Linked DNA regions of Gossypium hirsutum: all the other regions are linked to region 1. A link is a contact called in public Hi-C data. All regions are on one chromosome and are shown on one strand. The core of a region is the stretch at or near the end of the contact, and the rest is flanking DNA. Distances in the headings are between cores, read along the strand shown. Region 1 holds the start of LOC107955218. Region 2 holds the start of LOC121204974 (reticulon-like protein B3). Region 3 holds the start of LOC107948238 (ribosome-binding factor PSRP1, chloroplastic). Region 4 holds the start of LOC107947722.

Region 1 (5,901 bases), core at 3,077-5,576:
AGAGCTCAATCTTAAAGCACCATGAAATTGTGAAGAGGCCTGCGGCATGGCTGGCTCAGGTTGGGAGTCCACAAGGTAACTTGCATTAATTGACTCATCAACCTGAAAAGAGATAGTCTCAGTAAGTTCCAATAACAGATAAAAACAACACACAGTGAGTAGAATGATCTAGATTTTTTTAGTACCTGAGCTTTCCCAGAAGATGATGATATCACAGAATTGGGCTCTGCCCCTTGGTTCATATGATCTAGATAGTCTGAACGAATGGCTTGTCCATTGACAGACAAGTCATACTCATACTTTACATCTGAGCTCCCAAGCTTTTGATCTGTTTGGGATGGTGGAATATGATTCTCTGCAGACAGCTGTAAACCCTCTGGGGAAGTCTGAGAAACATGATGAAAAACCATTACACACAACAAAGAAAACGTTGGGAAAATTGAAAATGCACAGGTTTGACCATACCAGCTGGTTCTGCCACTGTTGGATGGATGCTGTATCTGGCATTGAGTAGTGTCCAACATGAGATGTCACAGAATGGGGAGCTCCCTGTTGATGCATGATAAATGAATGCAGAGCAGACACCTGCCCAGGTGGGAGGTATGTAGGCAACCCAAGTGGAGCAATTGGAACACTTGGAACATGGTCATTCTGATTCTAAGAGTAAACAAGTCAATTAAAGGGAACAAAGCTGAAGTAATAAAACAAGTTATAAACAAGATAGAAAGGATCAGAATTTGACCATTATTAATAAAAGCCCAAGTTCTACAACTAAACTACTTCTAATATAAGTTTACAAGCACCATCAGAAACCAGACATTAGATAAAATGTTGAAAGAGGGAGGGAGGGTTGGAGTGGTCAACAAAAACCAAGAGACTTGTATCATATTTTGGCAATGAAATAAATTACAATATGAAAAAAGGCATGCACCTATAACATAGATGGCTATAAATATAATATTTATGACACAATCTAAGCAAAACATCAGAAAAGCCAGCAATTTTACCGGATTTGGTGCATTTCCAGGTGAAACAAAAGTTTGGACATTGTCTGAAGCCCCATTTGAAATAATCCCAGTATTAGCATTTGTTGCACCACTTCCATTAGAATCCACCTGTTTCCCATTAGTTTGACCAAATTGAGATACATCTTTTGATTTTGTTCGGGACGTATGTGATTCATCAGTATAAGAACCATTCCTCTCTCTCACATCAGCCAGCTCAAGTTGAAGTTGATGTATTGTATGCAAATGAAGTCTCTCCATCTCTGCAAACTAACATTAACAACCAGGAATAAGATCAACGTAATTGCTAAAACTGACATCCAATCTATTAAGTGAGAAGTGTAAACAAGAAACTAAAGATTTGTCTACCTGTCTCTGACATCCATGCCAGAGCTGGTTATATTGCTCTGTACGTTCTCTCAACTCAGCCTGTAAGGAGTGGTTTGTACTTGACTGCAAAGCATCCATCTCCTGGACACGAGAAATCCAAGTTTGGGCATCTCTCAACTGTTCATCCTTATAAAGAATGGCTTCTTGAGCAGCCCTATACTGAAGAATAAGACCACTATTAGAACATGTAGCTTGCTGTCTTCTATCAATCGGCATTATAGTAAATTGAAACTGTTACTTGGCTTAAATTTCCAACACAAACAATTCTGTTATCATAAATTTAGTTCATCTGAAAGTAAGAAATGCCATTTTCAAAAGCCTGCAGAAGCACACCACGGATAGTTTAACAGAATATTCAACCTTAATCTCAGGAAATAAAAATAGAAAAAGGTTAAAATCAAGTAAAAGTAGTGACCTGTTCCTGCAAGTCAATAAGCTGCCTCTCTTTCTCTTGAACATGCTCTTGAAGATCATGTATCTGTTTTATGTGTTGAGCTCTCTCAGCCTCTGAATGATCACGTTCTCTTCTGCCAAAAGACAAAGAATAGGAAACCCATAAAAGTTTCAGAAGGTTTAAACACAGCTGCAAGGCTAATGTATTAAAAGCAGTAACCAACAGAAGAAGCTGAAAACTATTTGAGAATGCCATTCAGATGCTAAGCTAATATATTAACTCAACCCTTGGATAGGTTTAGAAAATTTCAGGGAAAAATAAACAAAGCATTAATATCAATGGTAATCCTTAGAGGTTTATGTTTACAGCAAATAAAAAGGCCTTAACCATAAAACATGGACCTGAAAGTAGCCAGTTCCTTGTTTTGCTCTCTGAGAAGATCTTCCTTTGCCCAGACCTGCCAAGATAACCAAGTAGGGCTAATTTATACATGACTTTCTAAACATCATACTTTAGTTTAAAAGAAAAATAAAGCTTATCCAAAAGCAGGATAAACATATTGATGGACCTCTTCTTTATCAACTTTGATGGAATGCAACTCTCTGTCTTTCTCTTCCATTTTCCTTTCGAATTCATGTATGGTCTGTTCTCTTTCATCGAGTTGCTCCTAATCAAGCATAAAGCCAAAATATAGATTGAAGGTCACAGGACAGCAATATTGTAGAACCTACTTGTAGCATGCTTGGAATAATTTCAAGCGCCAATGGATCTGATTGGTTTTTTATAGACCACTCAAACTGTCAATCATAAGACATTCAATATGTAATTTCAAAATAAATAACAATATGCCCAGGATACAACTCCGGAAGAAAAAAGGAATATGTCTTTACTGACTTCCACAGTCGAAACATGATGACATTATTTCTTAAAGTTTATAATCTGAAATTCTGTTTCATATCTTGTTCATAAATAAAGATCAAATTTTAATTCATAGAAGCAACAAAAACTTCTTTTTCTCTGAAAGTTGAATTGCAGAACAATCATACTATGAATCACATTCTAAATTCAAACCTCAAGCTTGGCAACAGCATTGACATGGGCTGTTATTTTTGCATCACAGCTGCTCTGAATTTCCAGGACCCTTGATCTTGCAATTGCCTGTGCTCGGAGTTCAACCTCCATCTGCAATAGCTCCTCTCTTTGTCTAGTAATATTGTGGATCCTCTGTTGTAATACATCATCATCTAAACTTTCATCAGCCGTGATTGAGCAGAAGTCAACATCAGCAGGCTCTCTTCCGTGCTGCACCTTGATAGACATTCAACAATGTTCACTACTCACCATTCTCATAATAGAATTTAATTTTAAGATTAAAATACCTTACCTCATATATGGTTCTCTCATCTGACTGTCCCAACTTTGATCTGTCCATTTCCTGCATGTCACAATAGAAGAAAACATACAATGAACATCAATGGTCTATCGAATATAGCAATAATTATCTTTCGCCACTTAACCAATATAACTTGATGCTCAATTCTGCCCTTCAGAGCTGGACATTTCCTTACAGCACTAAACACAAAACACTTAACTCTTGGGATCATATAAACACTTAGACCATTTGAATTAAACCCAATTAACACCCCTAATTATTTCAACCAACAATGGGACAATCTTTTCATCAACGTAACCCCCTTTTTTTAATTAATGCGCCAAAATGCTACAATTTTGAGCAGAAGTTGGTTCATAAATGACTCCATCAAAAAGTCCGAGCCAAATTCTATTACTAATAAACTCACTAAGTGAAAAATAATAGCGTTACTTAATAATGAAAACTCGAAGTGTATACAACCAAGAGAGCAAGAAAAGAATGAGAACAGAAAAAGATAAACCCTAATTTTTTTGGTTAACACATGTGAAGAATCCCAAACACTAGAAGTTAAAACCAAATCAAACCCGGTAACTGTTTTTTACTTGCTCATAGGAGCCAAACAAAAGGAATTTTCGCTCTGAATCCAACATTCTCTCAGAACTCAAATAATGCCAAAAAGCGAAGATATTCATCAAAAATGAAATTTACCACTTCATCCCCATGGCTACGAACCAGGTGATGGTCGGAAACGGCACGCCACTCCTTACGCGACGATGACGACATTGGGAGCGCACCGCCCCGTGCGGCGGCAACAGCGGCCGCTGCCTCCATTGAATCAGAATGCCCGACACTACACCAACTATCTCACTTTCTCTCTATCTGCAAAAAGCAGACCCAAAAAGAAAAATGGAAAAGAAAAAAAAAATCTAGGGTTTTTCAATTTTCAATTAAATAAATAAACCAAACCCTAGAACTGAATAAAATTAAAAGAAAAGATCGCAAATGATAAAAGAGAAAGAGATGGAGAACAATGGGGGAAGTTAGGTTTTAATTTAAAGATTGGAATTTGGAGGGTTTTTGGAGAAAATTTTTAGTTTAGTTCGATAAATAATAGTGAGATTTTAACGCAACGGAGAGCGAGAGAGATGATTGGGTGTGTGAACTTTCGACCGGGTAAGGCTCCCGCCATTTATAGTGCAACTTCGTCCACAATAGGATCCCATCACGCTTTCTGGTCGCGCGTGTCCTGCACTTTTCTGGTCTACCAGTACTAGTAGTAGTCAATATTTTTGTCACACTGCTTCATGCACTATGAATTTTGCTAATATGGTTTTTATACCGCATTTTATAAGAGTATCTAATTTACATTGCAAGAGTTTATTTGCGTGTATTAATTAAAATATTATTTCATAAAATAATGAAAATTATTTATAATTTTATAAAGAAATATTGTATTACAACTTTTTAAATTAATTTTTAATATGAAAAATAATATTTTATAGAATAGTAACAAAAGGTGTATAGAGTTGTTAAAAAAAGAAATACCATTTTTTAGAAACAAAATGACATTGTATTAAGGTTTTTCTTAAATTAAATTCTAATGTTACATACATTGCATGTAATTTTATGGGTTTAATTTTTAATTAGTTTTTAAATAACTCATTTTTACTTATTGTTATCTATCATTGGTAATGATAATTCTCTTAATTTTTAAATAATATGCAAATTTGAAACTATATGAGAAAGTAAGCTATAATGGTAATTTGAAAAAAATAAAGGGTAAATTACATTAACAGTCACTCAACTTTGAGGTAGCTAACAAAACAGTTACCTAGGTTTCATTTCAATCACTCAACTTTTGAAAAATAACAAAACAGTCACTAACGTTATAAAAAAGTGACAAAATAGTCACTGATTAACAATTTCCATTAGTGTCTTAACGTGACAGCTGATGTGGCAAGCTAACTAGCTGATGTGGCCAGTTAATTTGCCACGTTGGATGTCCACAGTGGAAACCCACCCAATTTAAGAAGAAATTGAAAAAAAAAACCCTAAAAAACCCCTGAATAACAGAGAAGAAGAAGTGACTGTAAAAAAAAAGTATTCTTTTTCCTTTGTTGGTTCTGTTGAAGATGAAACCTTGCTTGAAAGATGTAACTTTCCAACAAAATGCGTATTAAAAGAACAAGTTTCATTAAAGAATGAATGCAAGGTATTTGCTCGAATGCTTAAAAGAACTAGTATCGGTGTCAACATATCTTCGCGAAACTGGAATTGGGGAAAATGGTGATTATGCTAGAAATGGTTTGGACATTAGTCATTTGATTAGCATTCTAAAGTTTTGTGGTGGTGAAGGATTTTTAGAATTTGGAAGGACTTACCATGGTTTGATTATAAAGACTGGACTTGATGGGGATGAGTTTTGTAAATACCAACCTTATTGATATGTAAGCTAAATGTGGAGACATAGATAGTGCAGTTATGGTATTTAATCAGATGCCTCATCTAGATGTTGCTTTATGTAATTGTTTGATTTCTAGTTATGCTAATTGTGGATTATTTGAAGAAGCTTTTAGGTTGTTCATGAATTATGAAAGCTGGGGTAACAAGCTTAACTCTTATACATACTCATTTACGCTAGCAATTTGTGGAATCCTTTCAACTACCGAAGAAGGAAAACAGCTCCATGCTCAAGTTGTGAAGATGTAATATTTATCAGAAACAATTGTGAGTAATGGACT
Region 2 (5,789 bases), core at 1,045-3,544, 750 kb after region 1:
AAAACCGAAACTTCAAAAAAAAAACCCAGGCTTATAAGAAGCTAAAAAACGAAGTGAACAAATTTAAGAAATGAAGAAAAGGGTTTTGTAACATACGTTTGCCTCCACCGAAAACGTCGTGAACGGGCCTTTCTCTTCCAAACAGACGAAAGACTTTGGCCTTCATGGAGGATTCTGATGGCTTGTCGTCATCGGAATCCGAGGAGGAGGAAGATAAATCATGGCCTTTGTTCTTCTCTGATATCTTCTCCAACAACGATTCCTCGTGCTTGTCTTCGTGATCAGACATTATTTTCCCACAGTATTTCTATAAGCCTAACTAAGAGTTTGAAGATCGAAAAGGAAACTCGAGAAACGGAAATTACAGTGTTCTACTTCTACTTGTGCTATTCTGTTCTACTTTTTTAAACTCCAATTCCTTTTGAGGCTAAATAGATGGTCTACAAATTAGATTTAATCTAGACCGCTTAATGTTGCGGTTTTGATCTGGACTGTTCATAGGTTTGGATTTCCGAAGCTGTAAGTTTGGAGTAAAACCGGAACCCGATGTGGAGCAGGCGTATGTAAAATGATCATACAGTAGGTTTTACAGATTCGAGGTTAACGGGCGTTAGATCTTGATGGGGACATTCATGACTAAAACGTGGAATTTTATAAACCGTCAGATTTGTTTATATTTCTTGATGTTGGAGGTAATGGCGTAAGTCCTTAATTATTATATTAAATTAGTTTTATTATTTTAATTGGGAAATTAGAAGAATGATATTAATAAAAATATTAAAAGACATGATGAATTTGTAGACAAAAATAAAATATTTGAATTTTTTTGTAGACCTCATTGAAGGGACCCGCTTATAATTAAATGATTGATTTGTGGTCAATACTAAAGGAAGTCTAACTTGAAAATTATGAGTCCCTTTTCAATGTGTGATGTGTCTCTTCTAGATTTAACAAAGAAAAATAAAATAAATAGACATAATCTAGAAAGATGTTTCTAGGAAAAGGTTCATCAATATACAAATACAACTAATACCGCCTTCTCGAGTATAAAAATAAGAAAAGTTTAATTAACATGATATTGAATATATATTTACATGTTTTAAAAGAAGGTGCAGGACATGTGTCTTATTCCTTATCATTTATTACTACTCACACTTGTAATCTGATAATGCATACATCTGACAAAATGTGGGTGAAATTTGAAGCTCGATTTGCAACTAGAGGAATTTAGGCTGTGGAAGCATGCATTGTAAATTTTTGGGACTTCTTGTTAGTGGTTAAGACAATTATCTGACAGCCACAAAGGGAGTTTCCTCGTAGGGCCACAAGAGGAACAAATAAGAATATCCCAACAAATCCGTGAAAGATGTAGCCATAAAAAGCATCACAAATTCAAAAACAAACAGCAAATTCTGTCATATAACCCTTTTGAAGATTGAAATGTCTTCAGGATGGGAAGATTATTACTTATGTTGACAGATGTTGATGACCCTACATCCAGTTCCGTTCCTATGTGACCAATTCATTCAATCACGGTTAAGAACCGGCATTCAACAAATCTAAGATTTGAACCCCACAGATCCAGGAGCTAACCAGTAAACATGTATGTCTCATTGACTAGCATAGTCATAAATCAGCTCATCGAGGGAACTGTTTTGTCATGAATTAACCATAATGACCATCCTCTAGTCATAGAGGGCAACCTTTCAAGGCTTGTTAGGAATATGAAGGGCTTTGCTAATGCTATCCCTCACCCTCAGCTTCCAAAATGGCAAAACCCCAACCAAACCAAGACATATTCCCTTTTCTTCACAAGTTCAAATTATCAACATCTCTTCACAAGTTGTGTTGCGGTAGGCAGTTAAACATATAAAGGCTACCCTTTTCTTCACCCATAGACTTCCTTTTCTTCCATCTTTAGGTTTTATAATACAGAGAAAAAGAAGTATAAAGTATTGGATGACCCTACAATACGAATAAAGAAAAAAAAAACACCAATTGCTGGACAAAAGTAGAGTAGGGGTAGGAATACGTACCTCATTTGGTGCTGTAAAGATTAAAAAAAAAAGCAATCCAGAAAGAAAATATATAGCCTCCTCTAAGTGGCTTCATGATATCAGCTTGCACGCTTTCAATCAACAAAATACGGACTTGAGCTTCAAATGCTATGGTCTGCAGTCTACAATCGAAATAAGGGCACACTGCTATCATAGAAGCCAATGGCATATTGCTTTGGTTGTAAAAAGAGAACATTCCAAACTTCAACGAATATGCCTTATCTGCTTACACTTGGAAAAATTAAAAATTAAGTTCTGCAGCGCGCGTCTAGTAGTTGTGAGAAATGCCACTGTGGCCCAGTTATTGGCAAATAAAGCAGCAAGCAGGGCCAAGAATATTTTTATACTTAAAAGAAATAAGGAGAATTTTAGAACTTAAAAACAACCCAGATTGCTAGGGCCTGGGGCAATGTACTAACATTTGGATTGGGCTTTGGGAGAAACTGGTTTAAAAAGCCCAATAAACCTGAAAAGGAGAAGCAATAAAAAAGAAGAAAAAAAAAAGTAAAGGAGCTAGAAATGGGATATGATTAAGCCTTAAACTTGAAAAGGAACAATTGTTGTTTACCTCAAGAAAATGGATAAGTGATGGGCCATCCTTCATCTTCAAAAGGAGAGGAAATGGAAACAAAAATATGTAAATTCCCAATACTGATTACCCTCATAATTTCAGAGGCATTGATGTTTCTCTTTTATAGACTAGTTAACTTGTTTATGCATATCTAGTTTTCATCTTTTTTCATCTTTTTTGTATCTTTGGATTGGGCTTATGAAGTTGAAATGTTTTTGGTTGGGTTGATTCTTAATAGTGAAGAGATAGATGTTAACACTTTGGAATGGTAATTTTTTAGTATGTCTATGCTTTGGCCATTTTGGTTGATGGTTTGATCATGAATAGGTGGTTAATGTTATGTGTTCTTCTTAGCTTGGTTGTTTGAAGGAATAACCTTTGATCATGGTGCCTTTGAAGGATATATTGGTTAAATATAGGATGAATGAAATTTTGGCATGTAATTGATGATTTGAATGTGTTTTTGAACCTAGGAAATGATCTAGATATGGCATGTCTTGTTGTGCAAGGAATGGTGCATGAAATTGCTTGTTTTAAGAGTAAAAAATGGTGCACACTGCCAGAGACATAGGCCGTCACACAGCCGTGTGTATTTATTGTTTTAAGTTGTAGTATTCACATAGCCTAGCACATGGTCATGTGATCCAAAACAGTTTGTCATGTAATGACCCAAAATTCACGAGCATCGAAAAAGTACATTATCAGGCCTCCGTCTTAGCAAAATGGGTTCGCAAATATTTATTAGGAATATTTTTTAGGCCAGTTGTGTGTTTAAATATGCTTTAATTAAGTGAATTTAGCCTAATTAAGAGAAATTAGGAAAAAGGACTAAATTGAATAAAGGGTAAAAGTTGAATTATAGATTAATAGAAAGTAAAAAGGGCTAAAATGACAAATAAGCCATTTAGCATAAGTTGAGGCGGCAAGCATGTTAAAAATCTAAGATATTTTTAGATTTTAATCATGTAAATATATATAATTTAATTATAAAATATATTATTAAATTAATTAATTATAAATATCATATTATGAATTAAATTAAATTAAAGCCAAGTGTATGATGATAAAAATATACAAATGTAATAATAGTATGCATACATTTGTAAGATATTTATTTAATTACTTTTTATTTAAGTAAATAGATATTTATTATTTATCATTATTATTATTCTATCAAATTACAATTTATATTACTAAATTATGATTATTATTATTATTATTAAAAATAAATTAAAATAAAGACAAATGTATGGTGATTAAATTATATAAGAATAATGCATATATTTAGACATTTGTAATATATTTATTTAATTATTTTTTATTTAAGTAAAAAGAATTTTATTATATTAAAATATTAAATTATATAAAATAAATAGAATAAGGACAATTGGATGGTGATGATAATAGGCAAGTGTAAAATATATGTGCATCCAATTTTAATATATATATTTGTTATTAAATAAAATATTTATTATAATAATTATTATTATTAAGTTAATAAAGTAAAAGAATAAAATAAATGAAATAAATAAAGAAAACAAAAGAAAGAAAGAACAACAGAAGCATTTCGAAACAGAGGAAAGAAAAGAAAGAAAGAAAATAAAAGGAGAAACTAGGGTTTGGGAGCTTAAAGCTTTAATTGCTAGCAAAGAACCCGAAGCATCGGCATCGAAAGAAAAGGGAAAAGTTATCGAGGAGTAATCAAACAAATCCAGGTTTGTATTACTATAATTCAAATTACTTTTTATTAAATGTTTTATATAAATTTTATATTTAATAAATGAGTATAAGGTAAGTATTAATATTTGAGTTCAATGGGAATTGGATTGGATGGTGAATTTGTATGTATAATTGAATTGTATATTGATTTGAATGTGAAATTGAAACTAAATAGTGATCTTAAATTTGGTATGAAAGTGAAAACTTAATTGAGAATTGGAATACCCTATGAACTAGTTGGGCTAAGTCGGATATAGTTAGCATGCCATAGGATTTGGAAGAGTACGGGATTTATCGGCTTTGCCGATCAGGCACTTTATGTGTCGTATATCAGGCACCTCGTGTGTCATTTCAGGCACTTATGTGTCGTATACTAATCAGGTACTATGTACCGTCTTAGGCACAATATGCCGTACTGGTGTGTTTGGGTTGGAATCCATGTATCCGTCAAAGTCCAGGTTTGTTAATAAGGTGAATAACCAAAATGGGAAAAATTAAATAAATTTGATTGATTATACTATTGAAAATGTGAGAAAGTTGAATTGTGGATTGAAATTGAGATTGGAAATGAAAGGCATGAACTAAATGTTCATGTAGTGATTGAAATTGAGACATATGATATGTGAATGAAATTGAAGAATAGCTAAAAAAATTATATTGTTATTGTTAATTAATGAAAGTTTAAGAATGAATTGATATTTGAAAAATTGGGTAGTTATATGCTTGATAATTATATTCCATTATTATTATTATTTGAATTATAGTAATACCACTGAGTATGAAGTACTCAGTGTACGGTTGTTTTCGTGCGCAGGTCAATAGGATTCCAGAATCCCGGTCCAGCATCCGAACGATCCTAACTCTAGCACAAAAATTTTGGTGATGTTTTCTTCCTTAAATGAAAGTGGCATGTACATAGGTGTTGTAATGGTCACTTTAAAATATTTTATTATTTTTGTTGTAATAAATGATATTTGGTGTTTTGGTACTAAGTTAAATGAAATGGTTTGACAAATTTGGTAAGTTTGGTATTAAACTTGGGAAGAAAAATGAATAAAGCTAGTTAGTAAAATTTTATATGATTTTATGAATGTAATTTGATTATATGGTTAAGTCAAAGTTATAGGCATAATTTAGGTATATTTAGTGTGCAAATGTAATGGTTGAAAGATTTGTTTTGGATTGGTATCAGTTTGAAACTTGCAAGGAAGGTTAGATATTTATAAAGGGGTTATATTGAGTTTTAAAAAAAAATTTACGAAAAGTTTCCGAAGTACCCGAACAAGTCTCGATTCGATTCTAACGTGTGATTTGGACCTCGAGGGTCCATTATAGGGACTTTATGATTAAATCAAGATATGCATGTCATTTATTTCGAATTAATTGTAAATTATCTGATATGTTCTGTAATGCCTCGTAACCTTGTTCAGGCGACGGTCTAG
Region 3 (6,124 bases), core at 1,826-4,325, 880 kb before region 1:
TCTTAAAAATAAACAAAAAAATGGCAAGTAAATCAGTTACAATTTATAATTTTTTTTAAGTAATACAATTTATAAATTTTAAATGGACATGCTGGTTGAACCTTTTTGAATGCATCCTTTTAAATTAAATTAAAATTAATTATTTTAATTTATACTTAAAAATTGGGAGGATTTAAATCTTAAATCAATTCACAAATCATCCATTTAAATATGTAAATTAATAAAATGTATTTTTCTCTAAATTGGATTACCCAAATAAATTATTTAAATATTATAATTTGATCTTTTAAAAAATTGAAAGAAAGGAAAACGCATTTTTTATTTATTTAATCTCTCTCTCTTTTTGTTTTTCTCCTTCCTCTCTAGCCTCCCCGCAGGCCCTTCGATATTGTATGTGCATATATATAGCAGCTAAGGTAGGCAGATTACACAGCCTAGCTACAATACCAATGTTTCTTACTTTTATATAATAGATACAAAAAGATTGATCTTGTTTTAGTAACTATTAAATGTTTTGTTGCAAAAGGGAGAAATGTATATCAAATTTATTAGGAATAACTAAACAAAAAAATTGTTAGGAATAAACAAGAATATATCTGAATACTCCTTCAAGATCAATTTCGTGAATGTCATTTGAAATAAATTATTGTCCTCAAGAAAAATGAATTAATGTTTTCATTTCATCTTAACAATATGAAAAATAAACACTCTCAATCTTTCATTTTTAAAATTGATTTAAAGTAGTATCCTTAATTGTGTTTTATGTCAAAATATCTTAAATTTTTAAATGTGAATATGAGGAAGATGACATTTATAATATCATGGTCAAATCAACAAAAAAATATATTTTTTTTAATTTTTATCTTTGAAAAAAAAATTGTTTTAGAAGGAAAGAAAAATCTAAATTCCTAGATTATGTCTTTAAATATTTAAAATCCTTTTTTTCCTTTCCGCTCTACACGACAAACTACATATTTAAAAGTAAATCTTAAACTTTTAATGAATATCAAGTTTTACTTTGTAACACTCTATACCTGACTTGATCGTCGGATTCGGGTATGGAGCGTCACAACTAAAAACCGACTGGTCTAACAAAATTATTTGACAATTGAATACTTTAGCTCGGCAAAAAATTCATGCAATGGGCGATAACCCCAAAATATCGAATAATATATGATAATTTTTTAAAACACTTTAAAAACAATAATACTCTGCTTATAACCAGACTATGGTTAAACACCATTTGGCGGACACCTTATAAATGTTGGCAGGTTGGTATAAAACGCAAAATGAGATAGCACTTATGCAAAGTTTAAAATTCACTGCTGGCTAATCAACATCATTCAAAATGGTTTGGCGTGAAACCTAACAAGACTGCTCATAAGAATCTAGAAATAAAAATCAACATGTCAAATACAACTCTTTAGATTTAAACTGCCGGACACTAACAATTATCCTATTCCCCAGCGATTTCATGTTACAAACAAAACAATAGATGGCTCACAAAATAGGCCTTAGATCTGGCTGAATCCTTTCAACAACTCATCCAATCTAAAAGCATGAAAATAAGAAGAAGAAAACTAAACAAGTTAATAAGAACTTAATGAATTCCACGATAGCATATCCTTACAATAAAATTCAACTGACACGTGAGGCTATGACATAGACTAATTAAATGACATGCCACATTTGGCAAACTCAATTTCCTATTTCTAAAGTATGCTGACGGATACTTCCGCAAGCAGACCTCGCCCATTGGCAGACATTATTCCCTATTAGGAACCCGCATAAGACGAACACAAGTCATAACTACTCTATTTGTATGTTGCATTATGGACTACCCCTTTTATGACAATTTCTTGTGCTTTTTACACTTTCATGCAATGTCCACACATTATTTAACATGATATACACCATTTTTATTAGTATACCCCGTTCATTGGCAGACATTATTCCCTATTAGGAACCCGCATAAGACGAACACAAGTCATAACTACTCTATTTGTATGTTGCATTATGGACTACCCCTTTTATGACAATTTCTTGTGCTTTTTACACTTTCATGCAATGTCCACACATTATTTAACATGATATACACCATTTTTATTAGTATACCCCGTTCATTTTTATAAATGGGAAACATAGAAAAGCTACGTTAAAAGAGATGTAGAAGGGAGAAAAATAGCGGAAGAAGTAGAAGGAAATGGAAAATAAATAAAAAAATTAAAAAATATAAAAGAAAAAAATTAAATTGTTTGAAACGAGAAAATATGGGGATCAATTGTATAATTTAATCTAAATTTTTTTTTAAAATAATAATTTAACATGCCACGTCAACTTAATGTTACGTCGTTAATGGCAATTAACGACCCAATGATTAAAATGTGACAACACGTTAACGAAAGTGACTAGAACATAATATTTCAAACATACATAACTAAAATATAATCTAAAATAAACAAAAGTAATATTTTAATAGTTTACCTTAAATTTTATTTGTGTGTATAATGGATATAAAATTGTAAATTATCTTAATCATACAATATTATATTGCTTTCACACAAATTTAACAAGCTTGTTGCCGGACAAGGAAAAAGATGAGAGATGTATCTAAAAAGACAAGGAAACACCCGTCTAACTCAATTAATGGTCCCATTTACATTATCCATCCCACCTTTATCCTTAATTTATGTATTTATGTCAAGGCAAATAATTATTGGAAATGTTCTTCCAGTTCATATTTAATATATTTTGAAAAATTAATATGGATTATATATTATAAAAATGTGAGAAATTCTTTATGGTTTAAATTAAAAAAAACAAAATTACTAAGAATTAAATAAAATTTACAAGTGCAAAAGGATGACATGAATCAATCTGAAAATTTGAGCTATTTATTTATAAAAACAAATCAACTTTCAAATGTATATTTACAGACACGAATCCTGCAACTTATGTAATACTTTTTAAATATTAAAAAAGATGAAAATTTAAAAAATATATATGTGATATTATTTTTGTGAATTTTGTTGATTACACCTTATAAATATCTAGTCCATGCCATCTCACGTGTCCTTATCCATAAGCCAGACGGCATAATTCCCCCCTCCCCCCTTGTATTTGCCTAATGCCAGATTCTTGTATTTTCTTCCATTTTCATTCAATCCATCCAAAACCCTGCTCTCCTTGTCGAAATGGCGACGACTCTGTTAGCTTCCTCTCAAACAAGCTTCCACCACCCACTCTCTGTCTCTGACTCATCATTTTCAAGTCCTTCATCCTCTTCTTCATCGGTCTCTATGTTCACTCTCACAAAACCTCGAATCCCTTCATTACCTTCTTACAAATCCAGCTTCTTCAACCCAATTGGGAACTATTTCAAGTGCGTTGAGATGGAACCAAGAAAAATCAGGAACTCTTCACTAACAGTTCGAATGTCATGGGACGGTCCACTCGCTTCCGTCAAATTAATCATACAAGGGAAAAGTCTCGAAGTAAATTTACTCTTACTAATCATTTACTTTATTTTTTTTAAAAAAGAAGCTTTTTTACTCAACAATGAGATTTCTCTCTTCCTAGTTTAAGTTGTAGCCCTTCATTGTTTTACTGATGATGCGTCTTTTTCCTATTGGAAGCCCAAGTTTTTTTACTTGAAGCATGTGAAAGACCATCTACATCATAATGATTAATGAAGCACTTAGTTTGGCATCTATATTTGCTTTGGGTTTTGATTTAATTGATTTTTATTATAAGGCCCATGTAGAAATTGTACTTCAATGATGGGAAAGTTTAGAGAAGGTTTTTTCTGCTGTAATAAACTTGTTTTCATCGGATACAGTTAACAGATACAGTTAAGCAGCATGTTGAGGAGAAGGTTGGTAAGGCAGTTCAGAAACATAGCCATCTGGTGAGAGAAGTTGATGTTAGGTTGTCTGTTCGTGGGGAGAACTTGGGAAAGGTCCCAGGATTCGAAGATGTGAGGTACTTTCCCAATCCTGATATTTGATGTTTGCATTTTGAATTTTAGACACTTAGCTTACTTTTTGCTCTGATGGGTTTTTGTTTGAAGGTGACTTTGTTTACAAAGAAGCATGGAGTAGTTCGAGCAGAAGAAGATGCTGAGACAGTATATGGGAGTATAGATTTGGTGTCCTCAATTCTACAAAGAAAGTTAAGGAAGATTAAGGAGAAAGAATCAGATCGTGGCCGCCACATGAAAGGCTTCAGTAGATCAAAAGTTAGAGAACCGGTGGCGGTAGTAGTAGATGATGATGCAGAGGCCGTTCCCGAGCAGGTAGTAGCAGATGATGATGTAGCAGCGGTTCCCGAACAGGAGGATGATAGCTTTATAGATGAGGTTTATTTCATCAACTTTTAACCTATTGATCTGTTTATGGAATTAGTTTTCTTGCAGATATTTTTCATATATTCTACTTAGATGCTTGGCTGCAAGTCATTATATTAAGGGGCTTTTAAAACTTTATTCTACTTAGATGCTCGGCTGCATGACATTATATTAAGGGGCTTTTAAAACTTTTCTTCTTTTGAGTTCATCGACTGGCATTTATGGTTTTCGTTTCCTAATTGGGTATGCAACTTTTATTCAATCTGGGATAGAGGAAAAAGAAAACAACAGGAAATAATTTGCGGGTGTTATTGTTTATTTTGATATCTTTTGTTAGTTTTGCAAAAGGTGTCGTTGTAACTTGTATGATGGTTATTAGTAGAAATTCTGAATGAGTTTTTGTCCATATTTTCTTGCTTTAATTTGCGTCGAGAAAGATGATCAAACAAATTGATACAGCCCCTTCAAAATTGATGCTGGCACTTGTTTTCTTTTTCCTTTTCCTCTCCATTAACGCACCTGCATTACAAATGTTTCAGATTGTTCGGACAAAATACTTTGAGATGCCACCACTGACTGTCTCTGAAGCAGTTGAACAGCTGGAAAATGTTGATCATGACTTCTATGGTTTCCGTAATGAAGAAACTGGTATGAAGTTTTCCAAGCCCTCGTTCATTTCTTTAGCCTTAACTGTTATGAGCTAATGAAAAGTATTATATTATGTGCTCGGCACAGGTGAGATTAATATTATATACAAAAGGAAAGCTGGAGGGTACGGACTCATTATACCTAAAGGAAATGGTAAAGCTGAGAAATTAGAGCCGCTGGTGGTCGAATCTGCAAAAGAACACTCTTATGTGGAATAGGTTGTCTGAGATTGTGAGATAGAAAGTTGCAAGCTGTTCCGTTCATCTGTAGATTTTCATGGCAACACTATAGATGAAGGTCTAGGCATGTAGAGAGACATAGTACAAGGTTTAAGATTAAGCGAAGATGATCATGTGGGGTTTAAAAATATCATTGCCTGAAGTATGGGGGATACATGAATAATGATATTTGTACAATCACCATGCAATCTATATAACATCTCTTACATCTTAATTTGCTCGAATTTTTTTCTCAGTTTGATAAATTGGATATCGTTATGCCTTCTGCCTGTGCATTTGCTCGACTTGTGCAGATTGTGAGGGTACCTTTGATTTTGTTACGCTGTAACGTTTTCAGGTTGCCTTTCAGTACAGGTGAAGCATAAAGTGAAGTAGTTTTCAAGCTTATGGTCGAGTTTCATCTAATTACAAAGGAGATGGACTTCTTCTTAAAATGAAGAAGATCGATGATTGGGGTCGCACTGCCATATTTATGCAAGATGCGAACTCAGCATTGGCCTTGTACATGGAGTGAGGCAACTGTTCTGGTAAGAATTGTCGGCTTTTTGAGGAATGGGAAGATTATGGATGGGAGACTTACGCAAGAGTGAACCTTAAAAAAATTTTAAGCGGGGAAAATTGAATTATAAATTTTTGAGAGGTTAAAATATAATTTTATCATATGATAATTTATGATTTCATCATTTTTAAAAGAACAAAATAGATTTTTTTTTATTTTTAAAGGGTTAAAAGTGTAATTTTATTATATATTAATTTATAATTTTATCATTTTTAAGGATTGAATCGCAATATTTTCATTTTAGGAGACTAGGTGTCTGCTTGTCCATTAGATTCGACTATAAGTTAAAGGACTATTTGGAGGGGCAAACTATTGGATTTTGTTTAGCATACA
Region 4 (6,188 bases), core at 2,522-5,021, 750 kb before region 1:
TTCAACTTAGTCCCTAACTTCAAATTGGACACTTTAGGCATAAAAGTTCTTCATGAAAATTTCACACAAACATGCATTTATATCATGGATCATCAAATAATTACAAAATAATTATTTCTACTTCAGGTTTATGGTCTCAAAACTACTGTTCCGACTAGATCCTAATTCGGGATGTTACAGGCAATTAGTAGTTAATTAAATTAGTAATCCATTCTTATTTGTTTACACTACATTTTTAAACCATATTATTTTTCCATCACTAATTTATTTAAGTTTAAATTTTTCACAAAGAATTGCTTAACAGTCTCTGTGGAGACTATACTCGATACTTATCACTTTATTACTTGTCAACAACTGTGTACACTTGCACATCTTTGTCGTTCTATAAGCAACCAAAAAAAAAGATGAAGAAGAGAATAAAATAGAATAAAATTTAAAAGAATTCACCCCGGGCATTCCTTCTCAGCTATTGATAATCAATTATATAAAAATCATCCATTGATAATCATTTTTTCTCCCACTAAGGAACCAATTGGTTCTAATCCAACCGAACCAGAGTTGAACTCAACTATGCCCAAATCAGCCTTTAAATTTTCTTGATTTTTCTATAGAACTGCCAACTTACGATTTTTCTCAATTTAACCCTCAATTATTTTTAAATTTCGAACTTAAGGAAAACTGGGTGTAACGCTGTTAGTACTTTTATTAGTCTTAAGATGGTTCATAATTGTGGTTATATACAAAAAAATTTAATAGGAAATGGGTCAAATATCAAGTCAAAAGACTTGATATGAATCAACAAAGAGAACCCAAACAAAAAGGTGGCGAGCTACAAGCTTCAGAGGAGCACAAGGATGTCACAGTTGCCTCTACATTAGCTCCTTTACTCTTTCCTTACATATTGGTGCTTCTCACTACTATTAATGGAGTATAGAATTGTGTTCACTCTCTTACCTAGTGTTTTGATTACTTTTTTAAGCAAGTAGGCTCTCAATTTAAGGGGTTGGAGGAGCAAATGAGGCTTCTTTGCCATGTTACCCTCCTTCCCCACCACCTCGTTTGGATGATTGATGCTATTGTTCTTGATTGAATTGGTCATGGGTTGATTTTTTAGCTAAACTTCTTGGATGTTTTTAGTGTATTTTGTTGATGCTTGGTTGATAAGTATTTTGGGATGTTTTAGATTTGTTTTGAATGCCTCTTGGATATTCTTTAGGTCTTCTTTAAAACTTATTGTGGTTGTTTTGTTGATATTATTGGAAAAATTAATTTAGAAAATAGTCTTTGTTACACAACGAAAGTTTAATTTTTTTCTAAAACTGAGCCATGTGGTATTTATAGTAATAAACCTTAGACCAAATTAGTACCTGTGCTTTGAGTGAGATGATCTAAGTCATTCCTAGCTTTCTACAAACGATCTTCTTCGTTACCCTTAAACTCTGACTTACTTATAGTATGGGTTTTAATTTCATGAACCGGTTGCACAAAATGAAAACTTTAATTAATTTTCAGTGGGAAAATTAATTCTCTAAGGGAAACCAAAATTTGAACTCTCAAGAAAATAGAATTTATTCTCTAAATAAAATACCATTATTCATATTTTTCTTATCTTGTAGTTCATTTTTTATAGGAAAAAGTTAAAAAAGTTTTACATGAACAAAGGGTAATTAAATATAATATTTTAATAGAAAAAATAAAATATTTCTTTATAGGGAATAAGAGGGGCGGGGACACACCCTAATAGGGACTAGGGTTTGCCACACCTCATACCATGGGATGGGCTCTCGAGCCCATCTTGTGTATCGGATTCAATTATATGTGTTATCTAAACTTTTAACCAACTCATATAGTTTAACCAAACCAATAACCATTTTTTCTATTTCGCAAATATTAATTAATTAACCATTTTTCTCAACCAAATTTTAACTTCATTAAAGTCATGATAACTTTGCCATATTAGGATCTATGAGAAAATATGTCCAACTGTACTATTCAATAAAACTGCAGTAACTAATTAATTTAATTTCCATTTCGAATTTCAATTATTTAATTCCAATCATCTAAATAATAATACAAAGAAATTAATTTAATTTCCAAGTATTTTTTTGTACTTTGTGAGAAAATGCATTCACTGTTAATGTTGATAGTGATGCATGTGATTTATTTCTCTTAATCATTGTTTTTATTGATTTCATAGTATTGATTCTACATGCAATCCCTTTTGGGTTATGACAAGATAGCAAAGGGGTTGATTGAACATATATAATTAGGACACAAATAATTTGTAATTAAATTCTAACTATTCGTCTATTAATTACAACATTCTTAATCTTAGAGTTATTCCAATAAAGTACCATGATTGAACTCTCTCTTATTATATATCATTACGAAAACAACTTTTGTTTGTTCAATGACCTTAAGTGTATCACCCTCATAAGATATATTTATCTCTTTGGGTTAAATTCATTCACCTAATATGATTTTATTTTATCTCATGATAACCATTACATCTTCCTTCATGAAAAAATTGATTATTAATAAATAGTAATTAAATCACTTATCTTTAAGACAAATGAACAATGATCACGTTACTTTTCATCTATCATGTAATATCGATGAGAAGATACCTTTTACCTTTTATTAGGCTATGTATTCCACTATTACAAATAAAAACTATCAAATAATACCATTTTTTTGTCTCTAAATGCTACTTGAATGAATTTTTTTTGTTAATGCATCCATTTATAGTATTAAGTCTTAGTTTTAATTTATATATAACAATAACCTAATTAAGTAATAAGTATAATTTAATATAGATTCAAATTCTAAAATTTTAACTCCACAAGTTGTATTTAAAGAGGATAATTATCCTATACATCGCCTGTGGAGTAATAAAAAAAACTCCACAAATGGGTCTTGATTGATGCCATTTGTTTTTAGGGTATAATAAAATAATAATTAAATAATTAAAAAAGACACTTGACATTATCTTAGACCCGTTTGTGGAGTTTTTTTTTCTTAACTTCACCGGTAGTGGACAGAATAATTACCCATTTAAAAAATAATAAAAATACGGCACGTGATAAAATCTCAACTTGCTTGTAAAATAAAAACTTTTCACCACGTGTGTATCAAATAATTACCCATATATATAATATGTATATATCATTTATCTAAATGATTTTATTGTTTTTAATTTATCTAATTATATTCCATGAATTAAAAAGTTAACTAATATTACTTTCAATATTATCACATAATAATTAGTAATATGCTAATAAATTATTATTCTAATTTTAATTTAGTAATACAATCAATAATAAAAGATATTATAGTGATTTCAAATTTTTTTTTAAAACTCGTCCTTTTATATTTATATATAATATATAATAGATTATAGATAACATATTATTTATATTAAAGGCTGTATATTATATATTTTATCTTTTTGAAAGTATATAATATTTATTTTTAATTATAAAAAATAAACATGTTTATTCAATTAGCTCCTGGAAAGCTAATTTAGCTCACGATAATAATAGAGAGCGGAGCGGACCCGACCCGGATCCTTATCAAATCCGAAATTGGGTCCAAGAATCTATAGCCAGGCCAGTGGGAGTTAGCGAAAAGTCCATTTAACTTGCTTTTAAGTTGAAGAAGAGCAGCGAACCTGACCAATCCAACCCGGCCCAATTACAGACTCCGGATCTTACACCTTTCCTTTATTACCGAACTAAAAAATCTCCCAACTTATAAACCTCTTCCAACGACAGTACGACTCGAACTAGGGTTTTCGCTTTGTCACTTACGCTCTGCAACTTGTTTATAAAACCGCATAACTTTCAAGCTCTGCTCTAATTTCCCTCCAAATTTTCCATTCCCGTTTTCCACATTCAATAAAACAAGCTACTATTTTCGTCTTTTAACTATCTAATTTCTCCTCTTTTCTCAACGAAAAAGAGTAAACAAAAAGCTTGTTCCCCTTTTCCACAATAGTGCCCTTTGTTCTCTTAACAGACCATACCAATGGCTTCTCGTTTCCAGGCGGTAACATTGGTGGACTCACCATCGTATCCTAACTCCATCGCCTGGTCCGACGAGAACCTAATTGCCGTGGCATCCGGTCACTTGGTCACCATTCTGGTAAGTTTTTGCTAGCTACAATGACTTTTGCTTTCAAAACCTCGTCTTTTCTAAAAGCCTAGTGGGTGGCTGGGTGCCATCCTTTTCTTTTATGCTGTGTTTTGTTGACGAGAATACTATATTTAAAGGAGGAAACGAAACAAAAAGTAAAAAGAAAAATGTCTTGTGTATACTGTTTGATGTGTGCTGCAGGAACACTGTTTTGTTGCTAAGCATTGAAACTGATCGTAGGCGCTTTTTTTTTTTCTCAAAAAAATGTCAATTAATTATCTTATCAGAATCCGGCATTGCCCTTTGGACCTCGAGGCCTGATCAGTATAAACAGGAGTGAACCTTATCCCATTGGGGCGGTAAAAAGAGAAGGTGCGTCTCTATTGCATGTTTCTAGAGTTCTGACCACAATGTGCTTCAGTTGCCTCAAATTTATTAGTTTGATAAACCTCAACGGGTTGAAGAAGTTTAATCATTGTTTTCGACAAAATTGGGTTGCATTTGACCATTTAGGTATAATTTGTCTCCTCAGATCTAGCATCTGGCTGTTTGTTACCCACCACTTTAAATCGGGATCCTCGTCCTTCTGTTCGATCAGTTTCATGGTCTAATCTTGGAATGGCTCCCAACTCTGGGTAAGAGTCTGAAAGATGTCATTACATTATTCCCTCAATTTCTGCACTTCATATCTGTACTTATGCAAATTTGCTTCAATAAAATGCAACAGGTGCTTTCTGGCTGTTTGCACCACAGAAGGGCGTGTAAAGCTCTATCGTCCTCCCTTTTGTGATTTTTGTGCTGAATGGGTAGAGGTACGTACTTAGGGGGCAGGATAAACTTTTTGGTCTCATTACAGCAAGTTGTAGTTACAATGAAATATTTGAGGTCACTGAAGTGAAGTAGGGACTCAGCAGCACTGTCAAGGCATGCACCTAGGCTCCCCTATGCCTTGCGCCTTAGCATTATACAACAAAAAGCACCTCAGACCCATTTGGGTGAGCCTCATTTGAGGCACACACTTGGTGCCTTAAGTGCACTTTTTGAAAGGCAATAGGCATAAAAGGGTTCCGCCTGATTGAAGTTCTCTTTAATATATATATATTTTTTTCACTTTTTTCATTGGATATACCTTCATTAGTAAGAAACGGATAATATCAAACTTTATACTTATCAATGTTTGAGCATTCAACAACAAACCTTGACCATAAGGAAATCATGCATATTAAATCAATACAAAAATTGCAGGATTTGTAGGTAACTAGACCACACCATAGATTTACTGTACATCTTAAGCTTTATATATATTCACACATGCTTACACACACGAAAACATAAATATACATATTGCACTTTACTTCACTCAGGCAAGCGCCTTTTCAATGCTTTGTGCTTGAGGCGATATAATGGCTACACTGCCTTACACCCTTGAAAACATGGGTACTCAAATGCTTGAGTAGTTCATTTGAAAATTGGTGAGTACCATAACAAAATTAGAATGATTGATGAAATATAGTCTTGTAGAACCAAAGTATATATTATATGGTGGAGATTAACTCTGTATAATTGATGAAAACGGAGGAACATGTTAGACCATAACTTTTTGTCTTGTTGCTTAAATGCAATTATTGTTAATGACCCGCTCTTGTTAAAATCTTCTGTAGGTTTTGGATTTAACTGATAGGCTTTATGATTATCTTGCAAGTATTAGTTTCGAGGATCCTGATATTCCTCCCTCAGAAATTTCTAATGTAAGTCCTTTCATCTATTAATGAACCAAGTTTGCATTAGCTTTCTATGTCGTTAGGTTTACTCATTTGAAGTCTTTTATATTATTTTTACGATGGATTCATCCTCATGCCAAATAAGACATGTAAAATCTAATAAACGCAGCAGAAATTAAACATGCATTTCAAAGAGATAGTTGATCCCCCTAGGATCATACTTGTAACCCTTTATAGTGGTTATGTAATGGTATATTGAACATATGGTTAGGATTCATGCTTAACTTTTAGATATCATAATCTAGGCTCTTGACAACCTCTTGTGTTGACAAA

Evidence for each region. A called contact is a pair of places that touch in the nucleus more often than the background predicts.
Region 2: a contact with region 1 is called in a Hi-C map of leaf, with 4 times the contacts expected there. The contact joins the promoter of LOC121204974 here to the promoter of LOC107955218 in region 1. A contact is called at or near these places in 5 of 34 Hi-C or Micro-C datasets (callus and leaf).
Region 3: a Hi-C map of leaf shows a contact between it and region 1, with 2.2 times the contacts expected there. The contact joins the promoter of LOC107948238 here to the promoter of LOC107955218 in region 1. A contact is called at or near these places in 2 of 34 Hi-C or Micro-C datasets (callus and leaf).
Region 4: a Hi-C map of leaf shows a contact between it and region 1, with 2.2 times the contacts expected there. The contact joins the promoter of LOC107947722 here to the promoter of LOC107955218 in region 1. A contact is called at or near these places in 4 of 34 Hi-C or Micro-C datasets (all in leaf).

What each region holds. Positions count from the first base shown.
Region 1 is chrA08:89,817,992-89,823,892 of Gossypium_hirsutum_v2.1, forward strand. LOC107955218 reads right to left here and starts at 4,327. Exons shown (of 15, transcript XM_041075906.1): 1 at 3,869-4,327; 2 at 3,173-3,223; 3 at 2,860-3,096; 4 at 2,357-2,455; 5 at 2,190-2,245; 6 at 1,810-1,921; 7 at 1,374-1,553; 8 at 1,008-1,274; 9 at 466-651; 10 at 186-386; 11 at 1-102. The coding sequence starts at 3,991.
Region 2 is chrA08:90,566,296-90,572,084 of Gossypium_hirsutum_v2.1, forward strand. It overlaps LOC121204974 (reticulon-like protein B3), which reads right to left and starts at 2,295. Exons shown (of 5, transcript XM_041075900.1): 1 at 97-2,295. The coding sequence starts at 289.
Region 3 is chrA08:88,937,390-88,943,513 of Gossypium_hirsutum_v2.1, forward strand. It overlaps LOC107948238 (ribosome-binding factor PSRP1, chloroplastic), which reads left to right and starts at 3,076. Exons shown (of 6, transcript XM_016882718.2): 1 at 3,076-3,494; 2 at 3,839-3,938; 3 at 3,941-3,981; 4 at 4,070-4,357; 5 at 4,885-4,993; 6 at 5,081-5,446. The coding sequence starts at 3,195. The coding sequence ends at 5,211.
Region 4 is chrA08:89,065,290-89,071,477 of Gossypium_hirsutum_v2.1, forward strand. It overlaps LOC107947722, which reads left to right and starts at 3,772. Exons shown (of 15, transcript XM_041074532.1): 1 at 3,772-4,143; 2 at 4,422-4,506; 3 at 4,667-4,769; 4 at 4,862-4,946; 5 at 5,796-5,882. The coding sequence starts at 4,027.